7 separate regions of the Mus musculus genome follow, and all the other regions are linked to region 6. Evidence: chromatin contacts called from public Micro-C and promoter capture Hi-C data. All regions are on one chromosome and are shown on one strand. Each heading gives the region's core, a stretch centred on a gene start, on an enhancer-like site or on the middle of the called end of the contact. The rest is flanking DNA. Distances are from core to core; before and after follow the strand shown.

The links. Promoter capture Hi-C pulls out the DNA fragments that hold promoters and counts their contacts. A called contact is a pair of places that touch in the nucleus more often than the background predicts. Capture Hi-C pulls out chosen DNA fragments and counts their contacts.
Region 1: a promoter capture Hi-C map of 3T3-L1-derived adipocytes shows a contact between it and region 6, with 4 times the contacts expected there. The contact joins the promoter of 4930478L05Rik here to the promoter of Usp25 in region 6. A contact is called at or near these places in 6 of 39 promoter capture datasets (the 3T3-L1 cell line, 3T3-L1-derived adipocytes, the C10 cell line and 3 more) and 1 of 115 datasets of contacts at active chromatin or transcription factors (thymic regulatory T cells).
Region 2: a promoter capture Hi-C map of adipose tissue shows a contact between it and region 6, with 5 times the contacts expected there. The contact joins the promoter of D16Ertd472e here to the promoter of Usp25 in region 6. A contact is called at or near these places in 10 of 39 promoter capture datasets (the 3T3-L1 cell line, 3T3-L1-derived adipocytes, the C10 cell line and 6 more), 2 of 484 Hi-C or Micro-C datasets (muscle stem cells and uterus), 3 of 115 datasets of contacts at active chromatin or transcription factors (astrocytes, fibro-adipogenic progenitors and large pre-B cells) and 2 of 9 other capture datasets (adipose tissue and liver).
Region 3: a promoter capture Hi-C map of hippocampal neurons shows a contact between it and region 6, with 2.1 times the contacts expected there. The contact joins the enhancer-like site here to the promoter of Usp25 in region 6. A contact is called at or near these places in 7 of 39 promoter capture datasets (the 3T3-L1 cell line, the HPC-7 cell line, cranial neural crest and 4 more) and 3 of 115 datasets of contacts at active chromatin or transcription factors (astrocytes, forebrain and thymic regulatory T cells).
Region 4: a promoter capture Hi-C map of pre-B cells shows a contact between it and region 6, with 8 times the contacts expected there. The contact joins the promoter of Rbm11 here to the promoter of Usp25 in region 6. A contact is called at or near these places in 9 of 39 promoter capture datasets (the C10 cell line, the HPC-7 cell line, cranial neural crest and 5 more), 7 of 484 Hi-C or Micro-C datasets (CD4 T cells, embryonic stem cells, nephron progenitors and 2 more), 7 of 115 datasets of contacts at active chromatin or transcription factors (astrocytes, bone marrow-derived dendritic cells, embryonic forebrain and 4 more) and 2 of 9 other capture datasets (adipose tissue and liver).
Region 5: a contact with region 6 is called in a Micro-C map of the G1E-ER4 cell line. The contact joins the enhancer-like site here to the promoter of Usp25 in region 6. A contact is called at or near these places in 4 of 39 promoter capture datasets (the 3T3-L1 cell line, 3T3-L1-derived adipocytes, hippocampal neurons and 1 more) and 2 of 484 Hi-C or Micro-C datasets (both in the G1E-ER4 cell line).
Region 7: a contact with region 6 is called in a promoter capture Hi-C map of liver, with 2.9 times the contacts expected there. The contact joins the enhancer-like site here to the promoter of Usp25 in region 6. A contact is called at or near these places in 6 of 39 promoter capture datasets (the C10 cell line, frontonasal cranial neural crest, liver and 2 more) and 2 of 115 datasets of contacts at active chromatin or transcription factors (astrocytes and large pre-B cells).

Annotation. Positions count from the first base shown.
Region 1 is chr16:78,558,649-78,561,773 of GRCm38.p6, forward strand. It overlaps 4930478L05Rik (RIKEN cDNA 4930478L05 gene), which reads left to right and starts at 1,668. Exons shown (of 3, transcript NR_040569.1): 1 at 1,668-2,119. The region is part of intron 2 of D16Ertd472e (DNA segment, Chr 16, ERATO Doi 472, expressed); the gene reads right to left. It overlaps LOC115488614 (a long non-coding RNA gene), which reads right to left. Exons shown (of 2, transcript XR_003951854.1): 1 at 1,498-3,125; 2 at 1-372.
Region 2 is chr16:78,574,870-78,578,007 of GRCm38.p6, forward strand. D16Ertd472e (DNA segment, Chr 16, ERATO Doi 472, expressed) reads right to left here and starts at 1,819. Exons shown (of 5, transcript NM_001252439.1): 1 at 1,555-1,819; 2 at 1,052-1,185. The coding sequence starts at 1,178.
Region 3 is chr16:75,665,794-75,669,183 of GRCm38.p6, forward strand. All of the region lies in intron 2 of Gm41474 (predicted gene, 41474), which reads right to left. All of the region lies in intron 1 of Gm30162 (a long non-coding RNA gene), which reads left to right. Among named protein-coding and RNA genes, the nearest start is that of Gm30162, 8.1 kb to the left of the region's middle. Within about 2 kb of position 1,983, at least 12 of the 459 cell types and tissues checked have an H3K27ac peak or open chromatin away from gene starts, as enhancers often do. A contact at or near this core is called in hippocampal neurons, where this site is marked.
Region 4 is chr16:75,591,176-75,594,460 of GRCm38.p6, forward strand. Rbm11 (RNA binding motif protein 11) reads left to right here and starts at 1,716. Exons shown (of 5, transcript NM_198302.2): 1 at 1,716-1,868. The coding sequence starts at 1,773.
Region 5 is chr16:75,342,324-75,345,426 of GRCm38.p6, forward strand. It overlaps a transcript of Robo2 not described here. Among named protein-coding and RNA genes, the nearest start is that of Gm30116, 49 kb to the right of the region's middle. Within about 2 kb of position 1,403, at least 25 of the 459 cell types and tissues checked have an H3K27ac peak or open chromatin away from gene starts, as enhancers often do. A contact at or near this core is called in the G1E-ER4 cell line, where this site is marked.
Region 6 is chr16:77,012,689-77,016,017 of GRCm38.p6, forward strand. It overlaps Usp25 (ubiquitin specific peptidase 25), which reads left to right and starts at 1,381. Exons shown (of 24, transcript NM_013918.2): 1 at 1,381-1,452. The coding sequence starts at 1,408.
Region 7 is chr16:78,342,692-78,346,209 of GRCm38.p6, forward strand. It overlaps a transcript of Cxadr not described here. Among named protein-coding and RNA genes, the nearest start is that of Btg3, 32 kb to the right of the region's middle. Within about 2 kb of position 1,405, at least 15 of the 459 cell types and tissues checked have an H3K27ac peak or open chromatin away from gene starts, as enhancers often do.

The sequences.
Region 1 (3,125 bases), core at 418-2,917, 1.5 Mb after region 6:
TCTGGGCCATGTTTCAGCCAACTAAGTAAGCCAAGAAAGGCGAAGGCACTGGAGGGACAGCCCCATTCGTTCCCAAAGCATATCATACGAAAACTTTTGTTGAGTTCTTTCTCTGATAACACTGCGTCTAGCAGAACATTTAACCCCAAGAGAATACAGGCGACCCCCATTCCCCCTAGAAGTAAAATCATAACCAAAACAAGAGTTTTGTTTACCTGTCAATCCTTGGTGGAGAGCCAAGAAATAAAAGGGGCACCGGGGAAAAGTTGCTAAGTGAACAGGGCGTACACTGTCTGCTGCTTTCGGCTTAAAACAACCAACACTGCCTGGCCCTGCTGCAGGAAGAGGGGGTCAGATGCAGAGGTGGAAAACCTGGGACAGAAAGGCCAACTCCTCAGCAATTCAAACTTCAACATCCACAGAACATGAAGCTACCGTATTAATGGAAAAGGGGCCCAGTAACCCAGTAACAGCAACACCTAGGAGAAATTGGACACACCCCTAGATCCACCAATTCTTCTCCGCACAAGCATGGCTCCTCTCCCATCATGGTCTTATTCATCAGTCTTTCTCACTTCATACATACTCCAAGAGCTCAGCAATTACATTCAAGGAGGAGAGCTACATAGTATTTAGGGCACAGGGAATTCATGAGGCTACTAAAGGCATAAATAAAACTAAGACAGGAAGAAGGCAATGGAGTCTAGAGTTACGCTGGAGGAGGAATGAAAGGCAGGGGTGAGCAGTTAAGAGGGCTCCTGGAATCCTGGGCTTGGTAGTACAGGATATATATATATATATCCCAGCTATGGAAGAGGTTGCCTTAGGAGGTTGGCAAGTTTAATGTCAGCTTGTCTTACTGCATGTTCAAGGGCTGCCTGGAAAACTAGTGAGATCTCGCCTGAAAATAAAAAAAAAAAAAAAAAAAAAAAAAAAAGCAAACCCCAAAAAACTAAAAAACAAGAGGTGGGATACAGTTCATTGACAGAGCAAGTCAGATACTAGGTTTAATTTTAACAGTTAAGAAAAGTAAAAGGGGGGTATGATAAGAGGGGTCTGCAACCCTATAGGTGGAACAACAATATGAACTAACCAGTACCCCCCAGAGCTCTTATCTCTAGCTGCATATGTAGCAGAAGATGGCCGAGTCAGCCATCACTGGGAAGAGAGGCTCCTTGGTATTGCAAACTTTATATGCCCCAGTACAGGGGAATGCCAGGGCCAAGAAGCGGGAGTGGGTGGGTTGGGGAGCAGGGTGTGGGGAGGGTATAAGGAACTTTCGGGATAGCATTTGAAATGTATATAAAGAAAATATCTAATTAAAAAAAATACTCTCTATGAACTCCGAATTAACTAAACCAAAAGTAGCTAATCATGTTATACTTAGCACTCTGCATCCGGGAGCTAAAAGAGCTTGACCCGGAAGAAATGGCAAGGGCGGGCTCATTGACGAGTCATAACCAAACATATGCAGGATCAGGCTTGTGTTTTAAAGACCTTTCTTGGTCGTACAGACGGAGAGGCCTCGGTGCGGGTGTTGTGGTGAGCGAGAGGAGAGAAAATAAATGGCTTCTGAAGAAGAACCCGTGAGGGAGTAATGCCGTGACAGAGGAGGAGCGGAAGCGGAAGTGAGAAGCCTGCTTCCGGTCTGCAGCTGACTTGCCTTTGCAAATGAGAGAACTATCACCTGCTGCGGTGCAAGGCAGCGAGCAGTGCTGTGACTCCATTTCAGCCCTAACTCTTCACTTCCTGCCCTCATTTTCTCCAAGGCCATGATTCTGTGCCTGTGATAACAGAAATCACCTTTTAATCTCGAGTGGTTGACTTCTGTCTACCATCTGGGGAAACTTGTTCATCATTTCAACCATGACACCTGTTGTCAGCTGCTGGAATTAATTCTGAGTACTTTCTGTTTGGATTCAGTGTTTTTGTATGTCTCGTAACACATTTCACTCCTGGCTGCTGGGATGAATCGACCATGATTTTGAGCTAGAGAGTCTTTTTTATGCATTTGTTATTAATAATAATAACAATTATTATTATTAATAGAGTGCTCTGGGTTGTGCAGTCCACGTGCTTGTCTTGATCACCGATTTCAAAGCAGTCAAGATTATCTGCAGTGAGTGCCCACGCGGCGGCTGCTGCATCCAGAAGTAGTGTTTGTCTGTGTCAAAGGAGCCTAGAAAAGCATTCCAAGACAGCCTGCTCAAACACTGCTTTTATACTTCTAGTCAACTAAAATAACTAGACACAACTGTTAGTGCTAGCTGTACTGTGGTGTTATTCTCAAAGGAAGACAAAGCTCTTTGGTTATATTATTAAGACTCACAGCTCCAGAAAGTCCTTAGGTAATTTGGTAAATAGACCAAAGTTTCCTTGTGAGTTGCTTTAGAAGAAAAATCTTAAAGGCAATTCTCTGAAGTTCTTCTGACATGGCCTTAGTAGGAACAGAATGTCATATGCCAGGAGACATGGGCTTAGGGCTCGTCTGTGTAATAATATACATATTTTCACAGTCCTTCAAGGAATGTCCTTCCGGTTCACATTAATGATGGCCATGATAATCCCAGACGGCATCAGTCCAGGAGGCTAAGGTGTGGCTAATGTTTTAGCAAGATGGTAAATGCTGGGACCTTCAGGACAGCCCTTAAGGCTGTGGAAAACACAGCTCTTAAGGACATGAGTTCGGAAATATATAACTTTTCAACTATGCAAAAACATAAGGATGCAATATGAATTGAATAAAGGGTTCCACGGATCTACAGAAACAGAGGCAGCTACACTATGAGCCGGCTTGTCAGAAAGATACAAAGACAGGCAGATGCAAATGCAGGCAGATTCCTGAGTTCAAGGTCAGCCTGGGATGGAGGAAATTTAGGTCTATTTATTCTATTTATTTAGAAATTTAGGTGTGTTAGAAAAGGTAATTTCAGGACTGGGTCCCACCCAGCTAGCTTACTGACGTGCTTAACAGAGGCAGGCAGATCTCTGACTTCTTTTGCAATGTTAAAAGAAAATGTGGGTTTCCTGTCTTCTAAGAATTAGGAGGCTGGGGGCACGGGATGCAGATTCATAGGATGGTCAAAGGGAAACCTGGAGTAAATGACCGGATTGATATGTAAAAT
Region 2 (3,138 bases), core at 569-3,068, 1.6 Mb after region 6:
AAATCGTCATTTCTAAGTCACGCTTTTAAAACTAGGTGTAATCACTACAATTTACTAAAGCCAGAGTAACAAGCATACTACTTAGCCCACAGAAACTCCATGATGCGCCAAGACAGACACCATTTGGAAGCTACAACACTTCTGAGTAACAAGTCCTAACAGGAATGGCAAAGTCTATGATCTCAGTACAGGAGTGTGCTTAGCAATAAGGATACATTGTCCCTCTTAATAAGACAAAAAAAAAATCATGAAAGTCTTTAAAGACAAAATGAAATGTTGTTTTGAAACCAAGCCCTTAAGCATCTAGGTATTTCAAAATATTTAGTATCTAGTAAGATCTTTCTCTACTGACAGACACATTAGAACCTCAAAATTCAAGTTATACACAAATTTTTATTTTGGGGGAAATTTTAAGATTCTTCTTCAGTGTGACTCATAGATACCCCAAAAGACTTGGGGTTTCACTGTGACAGTGCAAATAGAAAGCTCACAGCCCATGTTTCCTGGAAACATCTAGGACCCAGTTATCTGTGTACCCAACACAACCTTCAGCAAAAGGTTTAATTTCTCAAGCATTTCTTTTACACATTCTCACAATGGTACTGGCATCGAAAGAATTGAAAAGTCCTTTTTTAAAAAGATTATTAATATTAAAGGAAGTTATTTAAAATCTGATATAAACAACTTAAAAAAATAAAAGTTAGTTAAAATTCACCACATGATGGGAAAAATAGAGACTAAGTTTGGCAGAAAGGAGTAAAATTATATCTGCCCACGTGTACGGTCATGTTGATTCTTAAATGTTTATCAGACAATACCTGCACTTCATTTCATATTAGTTAAAAGGAGCTTAACATTCTGTTATAAAGACAAACATTTCCCTCGACTCATAACTATTGTTAACTCTGGCTTCATTTCCAGAAACCCTTAGCAGATCTTCACTTAGGACAATCTCTAGGCTTTCAAGCAGTTGCAGTGTTACCTCCAAACATCTCAGCCTAAGTTGCACAAAGTAGTACGCGGCACGCAGTTAAAACCGCAGAATCCTTACCCTCGAGATTTAGCTCGAAGCAAATGTGGCAGAAGGAGAGCGTGTCTTTGTCTGTTCCCAGTTTACAAACACTGCAAATGTTGTCATCATTCAAGTCAATGCTTACAAACTGCTCCTCTTCGTTCATAGTGCCCCTATGAGGAAAGAGAAAGGAGCAAGTTACACAACGGCAAAAACTTGCTTATGGCCTGCAGTAACCGACCAAAAACCCCCCCAAAAACCGAAAAAGGAGGCGTTTGCAACAGCCCTGTCAGGCAAGCATCGCCATACCTGGAGTTACAGTATCACAGTTTTACTGCGAAAAAGCAAAAGGGCTGCCCACAGGAGACACCCGCCTCCCGGGTCGCGCCGGCAGACACCCGGCCTGTCAACCAACTTCGGGTCGGTCGCTGTGGCCAGAAGGAGCCGCTGGGACGCGGCTTTGCCAACTTCTGGGTGAGCGTCTGGAGGCGTCCCGCTAACTCGGTTACCCGGCTCCCCGGCTCCGCCGCGGCAAGACGCACGTGGGGACTGGGACACCCGGGAAGGATCGGCTCACGTCGGAGACTCTTCAGCCACGGACCGGAGGGTCCCGGGGACGCCACTCGAGGATCGTGGGCGTCCGGCACGGCGTGGGATCCGTCTCGTCTGTCCGTCCGTCCCGGCACTGGTCCTGAGCACCAGAGCGGCTCAGAGAAGGACCTCTACCGTCCGGCTCCGCGGGCCACCGTCCGCGCGCCACGATCCGATCCGCACTATTGTTTCCGCCGGCGCCGCAGCGCAGACAGCAGCGCGCTCCGCCCCGCCCGGGCCGCCTGCGCCACCCCGAGCCGCCCACGGGGAGAGCGGCCGGGCCAGCCCACAGCCCCAGGGCCCCACGTGGCCACCCTAGCGCAGGGAGTGTAGCCGCCCTCCGCCCGCCCCGCGCCGCCCCGCGCCCCCGTGCGCATCCTCTTGCGCCTCCGCGGAGAGCATCTCGCTCCCCTCCGCGTGGCGCACATGGACCCGTCCGGCCCGCCTCCCTGCAGCCCCTGAAAACTCCAGCCACTTGCGGATTGCAGGAATGGGCCCACGGCTAAGCCTGAGGGGTGGAGGAGGAGAAAGGCACACACGCGTGGGGAGTGTATTGCTTCAAAACCAGGAGCCTGAACCAAGTATTATCCTTGAACTCCTGTTTCATGTTGGTTGACTTTCTGAATGAGATAAAAGTTGATAATTCAGATATCCCGATTTAGGTATAATTCTAGAAGCAGAGCATCTTTTCTTCGAATTATGTATCACGATGTGGTACCTCCCATGCACATCCACGGAAAACATTCCCGAGGCTCCGCCTCTTGTTTTTAAGTCTACCCCTTTCCTAAACTTTTTTTTTTTTTAGTATGTAAATGTACTTTCATCATCTGCTTGACTCCTTAAGCCTTGCCTAGGCCACAAGTCTACGCAATACTTTCAGTTACGTTTGCTATGCTAGTCTTTCTCAACAGTCCACAGAAGAGAAACAGGAAACTCGGCTCTTGCAGTTTAGTGGTGACTAACCCTTTATCGCAGTTTCTTAGAAACAAAAACTGGAGCTTGAACTCAAGGCTGCGGAGGTAAAGCCACTAATCAAGGACTCAAAAAAGTCATCTGTGCCCATGCTACCGAAGTGTGGTGGATGACTCAAAGACCCCATGTGGCGTTTTTACAAATGCAGAATCCAGAAATCAATACCTTGCTCTGAAAAAGACCCCCAGATCCATGGACCTGAGGTGCCTCAGCGGGGGTGGCATGAGGTGGGATGGGGGAGGGGGAGTGTTTGCTATGGCAAACCTGGCAACCTGAGCTCCATTCCCAGTGGAACGGAAGTACTAACTCCACAAAGCTGTCCTCCAAGAGTGTCCCACAGTCACCAGGACACGCCCCCCCATTAATAATAATAATGAATATTTTATAGGTCCCTGCCCCCTATGCATATTAAAATTTGGGGTGTGTTAAATATCTTGCATTTTGGATTCTACTCATTTATTTAATTAAAGTGATTTTTACAAAGTTTATATTTGTATGTGTATGTTTGTATATGTGGTGTGTATGATGTGTGCATGATCATATCCTGGCATGTGTGTGGAGCT
Region 3 (3,390 bases), core at 733-3,232, 1.3 Mb before region 6:
CTTCTGGGACAATGGAGAGGCAGCTGCATACTGCTTCTATATTGCCCCAGGAGTTTCCTTTAGAACCCTCTACTCACATGTGCTTGAGGTATGGACTTTTGCCACAGAAAAGAATTTCAAGATCAAGCAAAATTGGGATTAATTACACACAAACTAGAACATAACCCAAGTGGTTGGGTATGAGCATCTCAAAAGATAGTGAAACTTCATTGTCTTAACATTTAGCATGCATGTGTGTGTATGTGTCTGTCTGTGTGTGTCTGTGTCTCTCTGTGTGTAAAATGTAATGCATACATATAGATGCTTTCAAAGTTATAGTCTCCAAAGAATACAATCACAATTATAAGAGTATGCAACCTTAGAATCAAAAAAATGAGTTGATTGTCTATGATAAAAACATTGCTTTTGTGAGTGAATGGTAGGGTGGTTTACTTCAAGTGTTTTTAGTATTTACAGATGAGAGAAGACTCCTAACCAAGTTAGAAAGTGAGTTGCATATTCTTTCTTGACAATTGATGTAGAAGAACTCATTCCTTACTGGGAAAATGCCATCTCTAAGAAGACAGCTAGTCTAAGTAATGTATTTGATCAAGCCATAGGAAACAAGACAGTAAGCGAAATTCCTCCATCCTCCATAATTTCTGCTTCTGTTCCTGTGTTCAGGTTCCTTACTTGAATTCCTGACCTGATCATGTGTGTGTGTGTGTGGGGACAATACATACATACATACATACATACATACATACATACATACATACATACATATATACATTTATATGTATTATATATGTACATATACAATATATACAACCTATTTTCCTTTCAGTTTGTCTGGAAAATTAATTTTCTAATTTAAAAATGGGCTGCACTAAAAGTTAATTTAAGTGATCTAATATTTTAATATCAAGGGGCAGGGCATTAAGAGTCCACTGTTAGGACAAATACTCCCTAATGACAGAAGCTATAGGAATGAAACTTTAAAACTCCATGGAGATTAAGAACAAAGAGCACCCAAGGATTTGTGTGTGTGTGTGTGTGTGTGTGTGTGTGTGTGTTAGACATGATTTAGGATTCTGATTCGTGTCATACATACACATGTTCAGGATACTATGTGTCCATCATAGTATGCATTAAGTATGACACAGTCATCTAAATTCCCCTACCTTCTGAGGACATACAGCTAATGCTGGCCTCAGAGTCTGTTCTTGGTAAGGCATGGGGTTCAAGGACTTGCTTCTTTTACGAGATGCTCATGATCCCTATTAGTTTGGAAGAAAAATTCAACATCATGTATTTTATATTTTCAAAGAAGACTATGAATGGTCTCCTTTGACTTGGTTGCTATGAGTCTCAATGTCATCTTTTGCTACACTTTGGTTTAAAGATACAGAGAGTATTAAAATTACTAAAATCTTTGAAAAGGACACATCTCAAATATGGAATCAGATAATCTTAGGTTTAATTTGGGTAGTCTGGAATAATTCCTTCACCCGATGATGCTAAAGATTTTTTTCAATATTATTTCATATTAAAAATGTGTAGTATAAACACTAATCAACACATATGGCTATTGAGCTATTGAAATGTGAGTGTGGGAATTATTGAAATTATTTTAAATTTAAATTTAGTATCCATCTCTGCCTGTGGCTACCATTTTGGATGAGACAGAGACCTGGGATAAAGGAGTTGGCCAAGAATCAATGAAAAGTGACCTTAGCCGTGACTCACAACATTGAAGATATGGAACCTGAAGAGGGCACCTCCTGAAGCCAGGCAGGATCCCCAGTGGAGTGATAGAGACACCACCCAACTCTCAAAACTTTCAACCCAAAATTTATCCTATCTACAAAACACGCAGGCAGGGTGGATAGAGCACAGACTGAAGCAAGCAATCAAGAGCACAACTTAAGAACCATCCTGAAGGCGTGCAGCATCACTGTTACTCAAACTGCTAATGATATTCTGTTATGCAGGCACACAAGAACATATTGTTCTCTGAAAGGTTCTGCCAACCAGCTGAGCCAGACAGATATAGACACCCACAGCCAAACAGTGGGTAGAGCTTGGAGACACTTATGGCAGAACAGAAGGAAGAATTGTGGGCCCCAAAGGGGATCAGAACTCCACAGGAAAAGCCAATTGGACCCTCAGGGCTCTCAGAGTCTAAACTGCCAACCAAAGAACATACACAGGCTGGACCTAGGCCTTCGCAGCACATTTGCAGCAGATGTGCAGCTTGGTCTTCGTGTGAGTCCCAAACAACTGGAGCAGGAGCAATTTCCAAAGCTGTTGTCTGTTCATGGCAGGGATGCCTTGTCTGGCCTCAGTGGGAGAGGAAGTACCTAGCCTTGCAGAGACTTGAAATCCCAGGGGGAGGAGGGGATACCTAGGGCAGTCCGTACCTCCTCAGAGGAGATTGGGGAAGCATTGTGGGAGGGGGGCAACTGGGAGGGGGCAGTGAGCGGGATGTAAAGTTAAAAAAAAAAATTTAGTATCCAGTCCTGCCTGTGGCTACCATTTCAGACAATTTTCTCTGTGGTTTGTTGATTCAATGGAGGTATTAAAAATATATTTGTATACACATACAACACACAAGTGCACAGATAGACACAAATGCGCACATGCACGAACTCTCTCTCGTGCACACACATACACCCTGCAATGTGATTGCTAAGTCACGTGGTAGTTCTATTTGTTTTAGGAATTCTATTAGTCAGCACTTGTGTTCCTATGATACAGTATGTGAAACAAACAACGTAAGAGAAGGACAAGTTTGCTCAGATCACCCTTTCAGAAGCTTCAGTTCTAGTCTTGGCCCATCAGAGCTGAGGGTACTGTGACAATTTGAATCTGTGTCAGCATTGTGACAATGTGAACATGTGGCAGAGACTTTTTTTTTTTTTGGTAGTAGTAGAGTGGGGGTATTTTCTTTGTTTACATTTCAAATTTTATCCCCTTTCCCAATATTCCCTCTGGAATCCCCCTATCCCATCCCATCCCCCCTGCTTCTATGAGGGTGGCCCCACAGCCACCTACCCACCCACTCCTACCTCCCTGCCCTGGCATTCCCCTACAGTAGAGTCTTTTTTTTTTATGTATTTTCCTCAATTACATTTCCAATGCTATCCCAAAAGTCCCCCATACCCTCCCCCCCACTTCCCTCCCCACCCATTCCCATTTTTTTGGCCCTGGCGTTCCCCTGTACTGGGGCATATAAAGTTTGTGTGTCCAATGGGCCTCTCTTTCCAGTGATGGCCAACTAGGCCATCTTTTGATACCTATGCAGCTAAAGTCAAGAGCTCCGGGGTACTGCTTAGTTCATAATGTTGTTCCACCTATAGGGTTGCAGATCCCTTTAGCTCCTTGGGTACTTTCTCTAGCTCCTCCATT
Region 4 (3,285 bases), core at 466-2,965, 1.4 Mb before region 6:
TCTTGCCTTTCCCTATTCTGGCTTTTTCTTTACCTCTTAATAACACTACATTCTTTTTCCCCCCTTTTCCCCACTTCCCTTTCACTCCAGCACTGCTCGCTCTGGCCTATAGGGTTTTTTATTTGTTTCTCATTAAGGATGGTTGTGAGCCACCATGTGGTTGCTGAGATTTGAACTCATGACCTCCCGAAGAACAGTCAGTGCTCTTACCTGCTGAGCCATCTCACCAGATAACACTACATTCTACTCCCCCTTCCTTGTAAAATCCTTTCTTCTCTACTGTTCCCTTACTAGCCTGACTCTTAGCTTGAAAGCTCACAGGCACATATAAGAGAAAACACACAGTATCTAATTTGCCTTCTGTGTACGGGTTACCTCACTCAGGATAATTGCCTCTAGTTACATCTATTTACCTGAAATTCCCCCTAGTTTCATTTTTTTTCACAGCTGAATAATATTCCGTTGTGTTAATTTCGTTATCTGTTCATCCATTCGTGAACATCTAGACTGTTTCCAATTTCTGTTTATCACGAATAGAGCAGCGACAAACAGGGACGCCTCTGTAGTAGGATCCTTTGGGCACATATTGAAGAGTCACATAGCTGGACCTTGAGGTAGACCTTTCTAAGGAACCACCACACTGATGTCCATAATGGCAGGACCAGTTGTCACTCCCACAAGCAATGGATAAGTGTTGTTCTTCACCCACAGCCTTGCCACCATGTTTTGTTACTTGTCTTATTTATCTTGGCCCTTCTGACTGGGGTAAGATGATTTGTTTTTCGAGACAGGGTTTCTCTGTGTAGTCCTGGCTGTCCTAGAACTCACTCTGTAGACCAGACTTGCCTCGAACTCAGAAATCTGCCCGTTTCTGCCTCCCAAGTGCTAGAATTGAAGGCATGCGCCACCACCGCCGGCGGTAAGATGAAATCTTAAAGTAGTTTTCATTTGCATCTCCTCATGATGTTGGACATTTCTGTGGGAGTTTCTCAATCATTTCCATTTCTTGAGAGAGGAATTTTCTGATCAGTCAACCGAGCAGAAGTACATCTCCTGAATTCAAAATGAATTCCTACTACTCCACCAAACAAAGACCAAATCAAGTTCTCATTACTGAATGATCTTTCCAGGGTGATTCCAAGGTCCTTTCGGGAACTTTTTTTTTTTAATGACTCATTTATACACAGTGTTTTCTTGAGTTCAGTGCCCTTTTCAGAGCCCACAGAAAAATTTCAAAGACCTATCTCGGTATTACTTAAAGGCTAAATAAACTTTAATTTTAGTCTTTTCTTGTATCAGTAGCCATACACGGAGACATTTCTTTTCATGCTATAACTTAACTTCACAGCGTTACTGATCTACCAATTTAACTCTTTGGAAGCAAATTAATTTTTTATATCTCCCCCTAGGCACGTCGATACTGAAGTTAGTCAATCTGAATATCAACTTCCTAGTCATTGTATTTCCAACGTTGCTTAAAAAAAAAAAAAAGCAAACTAAAATCACCCATTAATCTTGTTCATAAAGAGGTAGAAGCACTGTGCCAAGTGGACGACTGATGCCCTCAGGTCAGTAAGTCAGTCTTTCTAGTCAGGGAGGGCGGGGCTGCGAGGTGGTGGGCGGGTCCCGCGGGACGGTGGGCGTGACTTCACGCCCCGCCCCTGGCGCGCGCCCGCCTCGGGCTCCGCTGCCCAGGCGGAGCCGCGCAGTAAAGCGGAGCGAGGGGGGCGGGGCTTCGGCACCTCCTCCATCCCTGGCTGCGGACCGCAGGGATGTTCCCGGCTCAGGAGGAGGCTGACAGGACCGTGTTTGTGGGCAATTTAGAGGCCCGAGTGCGGGAAGAGATTCTTTACGAGCTGTTCCTTCAGGTACCGTCCGCGGGGAAGGCCGGGCGGCGGCTGCGGAGCCCCGGGACCCCGCCCCACCGGAGCTCCGCTCTCCCTTCCCTCGCTTAGGCTCGCAAGTGTGCAGCCGGGGATGAGCGGCTCGTACTCTCCTTCCTCTGCAGCCCCGGGTGGGCAACGACCTCCCACCCCCCACCCCCCACCCTGGCAGCCCCAGGCCAGGACTCCCGGAGCCTCTCCGGGCCCTGGATGTGCTGCGGGAACACGAAACAACCCCGTCACTGTCCTCACGGGATAGTAAGCACCCTTCTGTCCAACCTAGAAAATGGCACCTGCGAGAAAGATACTTCTCTTGAAAACCTTTCCCTAGCTGTCACCCTTTCTCCCAAGCCTTTGGATGGGGAGAGCATTTTGTTGTTGTTGTTGTAGAATCATACAAGTGATTTCTGAAATGCTAGGCAGTCAATTCACCATGACTAACTTAATGGATTCCCTAGTCATGACACTGTATTTCATATTCGGACCTTCAGGACTTTTTTGAGAACTGGAGAGCACACGTCTGGGTCCCTCTTGCCAGAGACGGCTGTCTTCAGCCCTTCATCTAATTGGTTAATGACTCAGAATTATAGAGCAAATCGAAAGTGGTGATAAGGGGCTCTAAAGGGGGAATCAAAACTGTTTTTCACGGATTATGCGTATCTGCAAAAGGGACAGGTAATAATAAGGAAGGGGAAAAAGAATAAAACCTGTTGAAAGTGAGAACACAGCGGTCTGCAGTGAGGCCAGTATCCGAGTCTCGAACTTAAATGTAAAATGGGACTAATTAATCGTCTCTGAAATGCAATGTGATTGCCAGAAATACACTTCTCTTTATGAAACAGCTACAGGCAGCGCTGTTGGTTGCTGCTGCTGCTAATAGGACTGCTATTGTTATTACTAATAATGCGAACCATTGCTACTAAAAAGAAAAAAAAAAGTCACAGTGACTTCCGCTTTCAAAATAAGAGAAAATTCTCGGGGACACAATAACAGAGATGCATTTCTAGAGTGAGGTTGTGGGTACCAGTAGTGATTTTTTTCCCCTAAATTTTAAAGGACTTACTTATCTCTAAATTTAAGGAAGGAATCTCTTTGCCACGCATAGATGCTAAACAAGAAAACATAAGATCTTTATTTTATCCATTGCCACTTTACAGTATTCCCTCTATAAACACCATTATCTGTTTTGTGACCCAATATGATTTGAAATTCACTATTCGGAAGGGGAGTAATTTCAGCCTCTCCAGAAATCATTGCTTCTGAACCCCCGGGGAGTGGGGGTGGGGTAGAGGAGGGCTGAGGAAAGTGGGGTTGTGGGATTACAAATCCCCTAAGACCTCAGCTCTCTAGTCAGTAAGTACTAGGTCCAAATCAGTAGTGTACACACAGAAGGCAAGATACA
Region 5 (3,103 bases), core at 153-2,652, 1.7 Mb before region 6:
CATTAGTCCTTCATGATGACTGAAGACAGATCTGCAGAAGCAACTCAGCAGCCCCCGCTTGAAGCAGTCCGGACATCTATGTATTTCACAAGGGTCTCCCTCAATCTTCAAGCAGATCTGAGACTTTATGGAAAACAGGGGTTTGCATTTGCTCTCGTTCTCTTTCATACATATTATTTCTCAAAGCCAAGCATCTGTGAGGAACTGATCGGCGGTGAATTTGAGGTCCTTGCTCTGACAAATATCCGGAAAGTGTGAGTCCGTGTTTGCATTTACAAACAAAGCGTTGCGCTGTAAAATTCAGCTAAGGAGTGTGTGCTGTCTTCCTAAGAAAAGAAGGAACAGGATATAGCCAGGCCTTCATCAAACAGTTCAGTTCTGAGTGAAACTATGTAGCCAGCACAGCTTGCTTGGAGAAGAAAGCAATTTAGACTCGATTTTAATGCACGTAAAAATAGTGAGGAAAAGCCTATTCTCTAGGAAGCCATGCCTAGTATTTGTCCAAACCAAACCAAAACGCAACACAACACAACCACAATAACAGAAAACCTCTGATAATGAGTATGACTGGCCAAAACTTAGGGGAGAAGGAAGTGAGAGGAAAGATGGAAAGACCATCAACAGAGAAGCAGGCTATAGAACTTTCTGGAACTCCTTCCAAAACTAAGGCAACACGCTGATCGTGTAAGTGAACCTGGATATCTTGGTGTCTGAAATAGTGTGAAAACACACCCAGACTGGAGGAAATTTATTTACATAAAGTGTTAAAAACAGAAACTCAGAGGCAGAGAACGGGGGGGGGGGGGGGGGGGGACCTGCCCATAAACCACACCTAGCTATTTTGACATCCTCTTTTTATAAGTTTACAGAACTGAATGGGATTGCTGTAGTTTGTGCCTCCCTATTTCCCACAGGCGCACTTTACCCTCTTGTATAAGGTCTAGTCAGGCTTCAGTGCCTAATCTCCATCCGGATGACTCCTGCAGTCAGGGATCTTGGTTGATTATTATATGCAAGCGCAATTAAAAAAAAAAAAAAACTAAAAAAGAATTGCTTCTATTTTTGAGCCTGGGTCCATGCATGTAAAATGATTCTGATTGGTTGTTAAAATTATACTTCTCAGGACACATGTAGTGTATCAGATAACCACAAGAGGGCAGTATAAGGCCAGCGTTCATACTTTAAAAATTAAAACATAAAAAAGTTTCTGCAAGTGAGATTTGATTAAAACAAAATCCTGTCTTCTAACGGTTAACAGAGAACCATGTTCCGTAATATTTCCAGACCCCATAGGCTGTTTGTAATAGAATGGAAAGAGAATGTCTGACTTTTGCTCACATCCGTTCCACCTCCAACCTGGCCCCTATCAGTTTTCAAACAGCCTAGCAAGGAATTTTCCAATTCAAAGGCTTTTGCACATTCTGTTTATATCTGCCTGGGACACTCCCTAACCCTGCCTTAATCTTCATGGTCCCTGTTTAACCGCAATTTCCTTAGACTGCTTTCAAAGCCGTTAGACTTTAAAGCAGGTTTCTCTCCCACAACTCCCAACTGCGTATGTCAGCAGCCCATGTATATAAGACATGGCATTTATCCTCATTTAGAAATATTTTGTGTGCCTTCCTATTTAATTTTTTTTTTCGATTTCATCCAAGAATCCTCTAAGCTTCATGAATTTAAAAATGTCTCGCTGCAGCAAGACTTTTTAATCCCTGGACTTCAGTACAGTGGGGCATCATAAAGGTTCAGAACTGTCTGCCAAATGAATAAATCTTAATGACCATGGCTTATTTTTTCCCACCAGATTCAAGCAAGTCTGACCCCTCTCATATAATCCCTTACCATGGTAACAAGAAAAACATTTTTTCCTTATGTTTTCTTGCTATGTGGCGCAGGGACTTCCCTGGAATTTAAATGAATTCATATGAGTTCTGACTGATTTGATTTAGGTTATTTCTCTTCCATTAAAAAAAAGAAAAGTCCCTTCTTTGGATGAGGTCTTTTGGTATTTCAGGAGGACACAGACATTAAGGAAGGGGAGTAGCTGAGCAGCTGGTGGGAGAGAGAGTTAGTTATCATTAAGGGCATGACCACACTTCACTCAGCATCGGATAGCCACGCACCTAAAACTGTAAGAGCAGCAGAAATAGGATCGCGAAGACAAAACAGGACAACCGCAGTGATATAAGCCTAGAATACTAGCATTTGGGAGGCTGAGACAGGAGTGCCCAACCCACTTTATTTACACAACTAGACTCTTTCTACAATACATAAGGAGGAGGAGGAGGAGGAGGAGGAGGAGGAGGAGGGGAGGAGGACTGGAAAGAAAAGGAGTGGGAAATTGAAGGGATGGAGGAAATCCACAGTAGTGATGACCAATCGTAAGGCTACCCTTGCACAGTCCTAGAATAAGGGGCATAACCAGAGGTCTGTGACCAATCGCTCAATGACTTTCACTCCACACATAGCAGGATACTGTCATACAAATTGTTGTTTAAGAAAATGAGTGTTTCCTGAAGGTTGCAAAAGATGCTATGGTTGATTTTAAATAGGTGATTTTTTCTTTGTTTTTATTTTATTTTATTTTTTATTTATTTATATTATTATTATTATTATTGCCATGGAACAGCTGCCTAGAATGTAACTCTGACCATCCTCATAGCCTGTAGAACCCAGGCATACCGCAGTAAATTTAAGGTCTTCGCCATCTGTGGTTTTGAAAATCATCAGATCAACCCTTATCAGGAAGAAGTGGAATTCTCTAATAATAAAATGATTTTTCTGATAGAAGCCCCAAGGCCGTGATTTCCCCCTTGCCAATATTATATCCCATCCCAGCAAGGAATGGGGAAAGGACAGAGCAGTGCCCACTGGTATACGGCAAAAGCTCCATGCCCAAGAAGATATGCTGCCAAGTGGAACTCAAAGAAGTCCAAAATGGCTGACCACTGACTGAAGGAGACAGCTCACAATACAACATCTCTGTCTTAAATGTGAGCACTGCTCAGTGCCAGAGAGATATCAACCGCCCTGTACCCTGTGGAGAAAATCCTCACACATTAGCACACCCTTGACTGTGTTTTTAAGTATCTTGGAAAGGAAG
Region 6 (3,329 bases), core at 131-2,630:
AGTACAAAGAGTTATTACAAGACTTTTTCCGAGTTATTATGATGATATAAGACCTGGTATTTCTTGGATTCTTTACCAAGCCTGCTTTTCTTGCCGTGGATTAAATTACAGTCTAACTTGTATGTGCACTGTATTATTGTATTTGTAACCCTGTGCTCATTAATCTACCCTCCCCTGGGTCTCGGTCTTACTCTGTCCCTAGTTTAGCTGGTGCAATTGAAGATATTTTACTTCCAGGTTTCTTACTTACTGTTAGGCTTTTCCTCCAATTCCGTTTACAGTAGACTATTCCACATACGGTAGTTAATCGTTTGTTTAATTTGGCAACAGGGATATTAGAATTATGCATCATCTAGGCAGTGATTCTTTCATAATGTTGTTTGCCTTATGTCTATTCATTTAGATTCTCTTCAGTAAATAAACCTTAAATCCCCAGTCTAGCAGTGACTGTCACACATTCCAGTGCATGAAATAAACACAGAATGTCAGTCCTGATGTATGTAACGAATAGTTGAGAAAAGTACAGTCCAGAAGGACTTCTAACAGCGTTCTGCTTATTTGACTTTTTTCTTCCAGCAGGTTCATGGCTTGTGAAATTCCTAGAAAGGCTTGGGTGACATAGGAAATAGCTGGAGTTCTGGGCCCGCCCAGGTTTTGGGACATTACAGGTATGGAAGGACGTTGATTGTTTTGGAGACCGTTAGACAGGAAGGTGATCTGGTATACCGTCCTATGGCTCTAGCCTCGACTGGGGGTCGGGGGGTCGCAATGTCAGAGTTTAGCAAGAGCCTTAAATGGTGCACAGTAACCTGCAGGATGGGCGGTTCTGGCCGTCCAGCCCGCGCGCTGAGAGGAGCTTAGACGGAGGGCGGGGCCCACCAGGGGGCGGGGCAGCAACACAGCCCCTCCTTCCGCTCCCGCGGGTCACAATGTAGGGTTAGGACGGGTGGGGCGGGGCAGAGCGGGGGCGGGGCAGGAGGGCGGGGCGGGGGCGGTGACCGCGGCGAGGGAGGGGCTGGAGGCGGAGTCGCGGCGGCCGGAGGACAGCGCCATTCCGGGTGGCCGCTCCCTCCGTCCGCTTGCCGCCGGCCCGCAGTGGTCCCCCCGGAGCGGTCAGGCGAAGCTGAGTGCGAACGCGTGACGCGGCCCGGCTTGATCGTGCTCTCCGTCGCCTGCGCCCATGGGCCGGGCCGCCGCGGCTCAGCGGCGCTGAGGATCGGGGCGCAGAGGACCTGAGGCGGCCGCGGTGGCGCTCTCCGGTAGCGTCTCGCCGCTTGCCCGCGGGGCCCGCGTTCGCCCGCCGCCATCGCCTTCGCGCCCGGCTGGCGGGGGCGCCGTCCTCCCGGGCCGTCCGCGTCGCTGCCCCGGGCCCGGTAGAGCGCGACAGGCGGGGCCGCCGCGGGGGCCATGACCGTGGAGCAGAATGTGCTGCAGCAGAGCGCGGCGCAGAAGGTGAGGCGCGGGCTGGTCGCCGCTCCTCGACGGGCCGCGTGGCCTCCCGGCCGGCCGGGCCACTCCGGGAGCGTCGCGCTCGGTCCCGCGGGGCTGCGTGCGGAGCGGGGTGTGCAGTAGTGAGAGGCTTCGCGTCCACTCCCTTCTGCGGATTGCTCTCCCAGAACCGACGGCGCCGCGTCCCCAGAGTGACCCCCGCATTCCTCCAGTACTCACTCTGCCAGGCTTTGTAATTAAACTTTCTTCTCCTTCGCTTCCTTTTCCAGTCCCTTTTCTTCTGCAAGAATGTCACTTGTCACCCCTTTTGGACAGTTTCTCTTTCGGAGGTCTTATTGTGCCAGGCCTGCTGTTCTGGGGAAAAAAAAACCGGACCTCCCCAAAACGAATTACCTGTCTTCCAGGGCAGGTACATCGCATCGACCCAGGGTGGAATCTGTACAAGTAGAGTGTTTGGTTGGTTATTCTTTCTTTTCTTTATTTTATTCTCTCTTGGATCTAGAAAGTATCTCGCGCGTAAGGAGACCTTTATGGCTGTTACTCAAATCTTTTGTCCCCTAAGTTTGACCTTGCTCTCTTGTTCGTTCTTTACTCTAGCATCAGTTTCACGCAGAGTTAGGGGGGTCATCACATATTGTTTCTCGAACAGTATCTTGCTAGTTCTAGGTTTTACTTTAAGAATCTTTAAAAGCTCCAGCATAGCTTGCTCCATGTCCTGAAGAGCAGACGGTCATTACTTGTTCTGCCCTCCCCCCTCCCCCCTTATTGGTGTGAAAAGCATTTTGAGCACCGGGGAAATGTTGGCTTAGTTGAATTCTAATTGTAGGAGCAATTAGGTATACAGTGAACAGCCAGAGCCTCCTTTGGCTCATCGGTGTGAGTAATGGATGCCACACCCTGCTGTAGTTTTGACACTAGGTACTTGCTGTAAAGCCTACCTGTGCTTGTCTTTAAAGTGAGGCCTGTTGTACTAAAAAATAGACCAATACCTTCAAACAGCCCCCCCCCCCCGTTTTTTTCTTTTTGTCATTAAAATAGTTTTAGCATTTTATGTTCCTTGAGATAACCAAAGATGTCAGAGAATGTTGGAAAGTAGGGATAGTGCATTGTTATTTTAGACACTTTGGTTAAAGTTGGTTTTGGAGCCTATTTTAGTCTATGCTTCTTGCACATTGAGACGATTATGGTGAACTGTGATGTAGTTTGTAATGTGGCAGAAGAATTCAAGACTGAATAACAATAACGAAGAAAACAGTTGGCCTCCCAATTCTGTATGTTGTTCCTAGAACACTATAATCTTTAGATGTTGATGTTGAATGTGTGCTGTAGTTTTGGTTGGAAGGTCATGGGATCTTTGGCATGTTAAGCAATAGGCTCAGTAGCATTTTCTTTATACTCATTTTGCATTTTAAAACGTCTTTATCTCAAAGTGGGAAAAGTTGCTGTCTTTTTTGCTTCTCTTAAACTTCAAGATTGCAAGGACTTTATGGGTTTTGTCTTTCGTTTTGACTAAACCACTTCTTTGCATAGTCAGATAACTACCTTGATGGCTCAGAACTGTATACATAAGTCTGTAGAATCAAGAATCAAATTACTGAAAGTTAACTTTGTTTTCTAGTCCAATATTCATGCTTAATAAGCCTCCTCTCCCCTAAGAGAATATTCTCTAATTCAAAATATTAACATTGTGATGCTGTTTTTAGCATGTGTTGAGTATGTTAAATCATTTCACTGATAATTGGTGAATGCTTTTAGAGCAACATCATATATTTTTGTACACCCAGAATATTTACTTTTAATGGTGTTGGGGACTGAACCTAGGGCCTCATCATGCTAGCCAAGAACTCTACCAACTGAACTACATTTGTAGTTTTTTAAAT
Region 7 (3,518 bases), core at 155-2,654, 1.3 Mb after region 6:
TAACCAGTCAAAATTTATATGGAATATCTGCAGAGGGTTTCAAGACAGGGCCAACTCTGTAGATCAGGATGGTTTCAAACTCCAATCTGCTCCCCTCTGCCTCCCAAGTTCTGGGATTAAAGGCATGCACCAGTGCCCACCATTACTTTACAATGACTTCTTATCAACAAAAGTGACACACCCACTTGCCTTGTCCTTTCTCCAGTCTCCTATCTTTCAAAAACAAAATGGGATGGTGATGCTGTTTAAGCTCGCACTTGCCAAGTGGAAGCAGATGAGCTGCCCACCAGTTTGTCTTCGTGACTCTTGCTGAGAAGATGCAAGGACTTGCAGAGACACAGAACTAAATGGTGTGTCTTTTTAAGTTAATAACTGGATCTGAATAGCTTTCTTTAGTTTTGGGTTTTGTTTTGTCTTAATTGTGTTTCAGACAGTAATAATGAAGGCGATCCAGTGCGAGACACGAGACAAACCCTCACCAGTGTGTTTCTATTCCCAGTTCCTCTCCAAAAAGCTGCACATCAAATTCTGTTAGTTTGTGAATAGGTTATTCAGAGAGCAAAAGGAGAAATCAGTATGATCAGTGTCATGTCTTGTTTCAGGGATTTCCTATACGTACACAAGGTTGCTAATTTATGTGTTTTAAAGCACATCCTATTTATTTTTAAAAGTTAGTACTGTCAGGATTGGTCACAAGGGAGAAAGTATTAGATTTTAGGTTGAAGCAACTTAGTGGAAAACTGAAGTGGGACAGAAAACTGAACACTTCATATTTGACTTGTGTTGAGAACAGCTCTATTATAGGCATAAAGGACATGAAGGTTTTCTTTAATACAGGCAAAATATTAACTGGCAACTGAGTTACACACCTGGAACAAAACAATCATTACTGTAGGCAAAAAGTGCGAAGAAGCAAGATGGTAGCCCACAGTGCACGTAACCATGGCAGACAATTTATAGAGAGGGGAAAGAGAGCAGTTACAAGCCTTGCCATGTAAATGTCGTAAATGAGGCCACGGAACTGTGTTTTGAACATGAGAGGAAGGAATTTCCTTGACCAGGGAGCTGGCAATGCTGACATGCCTGTTTTTCTGGAGCATGCGAGTGCTGGATTGGACATCAAAGGTTGGGACTTAGGAGGTGTGTGTGTTAGTGCTCATACTTCCGTGTAGATGAAGATGGGAGACCAAACCCTATAGGGAAACAGGGAAATGAGCTGTGTGTTCAGATGTCTGAGCTGGGATTTAGGATTCAGTGCTGTCAGGCCGTGCAAAAGAGGGAAGAAAAACAAAAACAGATGTCGCGGTTTACATCAGAAAGTTCAATCGAGCAGATTCTCAGTGGTCTTAGTTGTGGATAATTCACAGCTGCTCTCATTTTAGTGCTAGTAAGCCACTGCCAAGTACATTTCTAACAATATCTCTCAGTGTATATAGAGTTTCTTCAAGTTGCTGGAACTTCTACACAGAACAGTTCTATGGAATCAGCACAGACTAAGTGAACGAAAGAATGAATTATTTTGCCCTTTAAGAGAAAATGACGAAGTGGCATATTAGGTTAGCTATTCCTACATGAATTTGGCCACCGGCAGTGTGTTCTTTTAATGTTAAGTAGGGCAGTTTCCCTCTCACAGTCCCAGAACTGTCAGCAGTCAGAACATTTCCAGGGACAGTAGGACTGAGGAATGGAGACCGGTAACTGTTAACACGTAGTCTTGTAAAGTTGACACTCTTCTACAGAGCACCAGGCTTTTAACAAAAGTTGAGTGCTTCTATGTGTTCACGGAAACCACGCAAATCAAGATTAAAGTTCTCCAAAATGTAAAATGGGTCGTCCCTGTCAACTAAAATGTTCTGATATGTTCACAGCACTTCAGTATGTAATTTATGAGTTTGAAATTTCTTACGATGTTATAAGCAAACAAGAAGCCACAGTTAAGTAAAAAAAAGTTAAGTAGCAATTCAGACTGTACAAGGGAATGCCAATAGACAAAATATATTAAAAAAAAAAAGAAAACAGATGTCTGTGGCAGTGGCAGGAATGACATCAGACTCAGATAGTTTTGAGGTGGTAATTTATGGAATCTTTTCAACACACATTATTAACTTTGTACATCTTGTACTTTAGTCCTGAAGTAACACTTGAAATCTGTCAGGATGTCCAAGCCACCAATGATTTGTTCAATGCTGACAGTTGAAAATTGACTCCACAACCCTTGACATCAGGAACAGCCTATTTAAATGACTGATCACTAAAATGTTGACAGACTAAGATAGAAATACAGCCCTTTTACAGTTTGCTCAGAGATATGGCTTATGAAGCCTTAGCATTGTCTCAGCTCTCTTAAGGAGTTCCTTTTGAATTCTTTGAGGCCGTGAAGTTTCCTGCAGTGGAGCAGAAATGCAGGTCTACTCAGTTTCTCATCTCACAGAATGGGTTTTGTTTACTGTCTTTCGTCTTACCACGACCGCATGGCAGCATAAAGCTAGCCACCTAAGGGAGGGAAGTTTGTCCTGCAGGATGCTACGGTCGTCCTATAGTCATCTGGGCACTGTTTGCAAACCAGGATGGCTCTTGCTATACGTGCACATTTCACTACTGGAGACTTGCCAATTTGGAAGTTACAAGTCAGGGAACATGTTTGGGAAGAAAATTTGGTAAGAATTGGTATTTCAGAAGAGGTTGTTTTAAAGCCAGATATAGGTAAATTATTATTAAAACCACACTACCAGAAATATTACTATATATATTATTTGATTCATCATCATATACATACAGAAATAAAGGCAAGGTCCAGTAAGGTTTTGGGTTTTTTGTTTTTTTTTCCCTTTCCACTTCACAAGGCCTTATAAAACAAAACACATCTCCTGATCATTGGTCTACTGTTTTTCTAGAAACCTTGCTTTCTTGCCATTGAGGAAAACTAATAGGAGGGTAGTTAGTGGGGGACCCTCTTGAAACCATTACCAGTCTCTCTTGGCAACAGCAGCCAGGAAGGTCACTCTCCCCGTTAGCTGCTTGAAACTATTTTCAATAGGTGCTCTAGATCCCTGTCTTGATGCTAGTGGTGGTCCCAGTGTAGTATGTGCTTGACAAGAGCTAAGTATTGTTTGGAGTGAACTCTTTCAGATACTTGCTGTGATTCAAGATTTCAAGTAACTGGTATACATTGGTTTTATCAAATATGAGATAATAGAAAAAATAAAAAACTGATTCTGGGGCTGGGAGGATGTATATAGTTTGGAACAGTTGCTCAATACACACAATACATTCTAGGCAAGCCCTGTACCTGAGTGACATCCCCAACCAGAGAGATTTTGTACAGCCCCTAACTTGGCTATATTTGTTTTCCTAGCTGTACGCTGATCGCATACAGGGCACAAAAAATTAGAAAAAAATTTTTTGAGAAAGGTCTTCATTCTATAACCTAGGTTGGCCTGGAACCCACTACGTAGCCCAGGCTGGCTTCAAACTTGGGTAGATCCTCCTGCCTCAGGGTCTTGAGTTGGGATGACAAG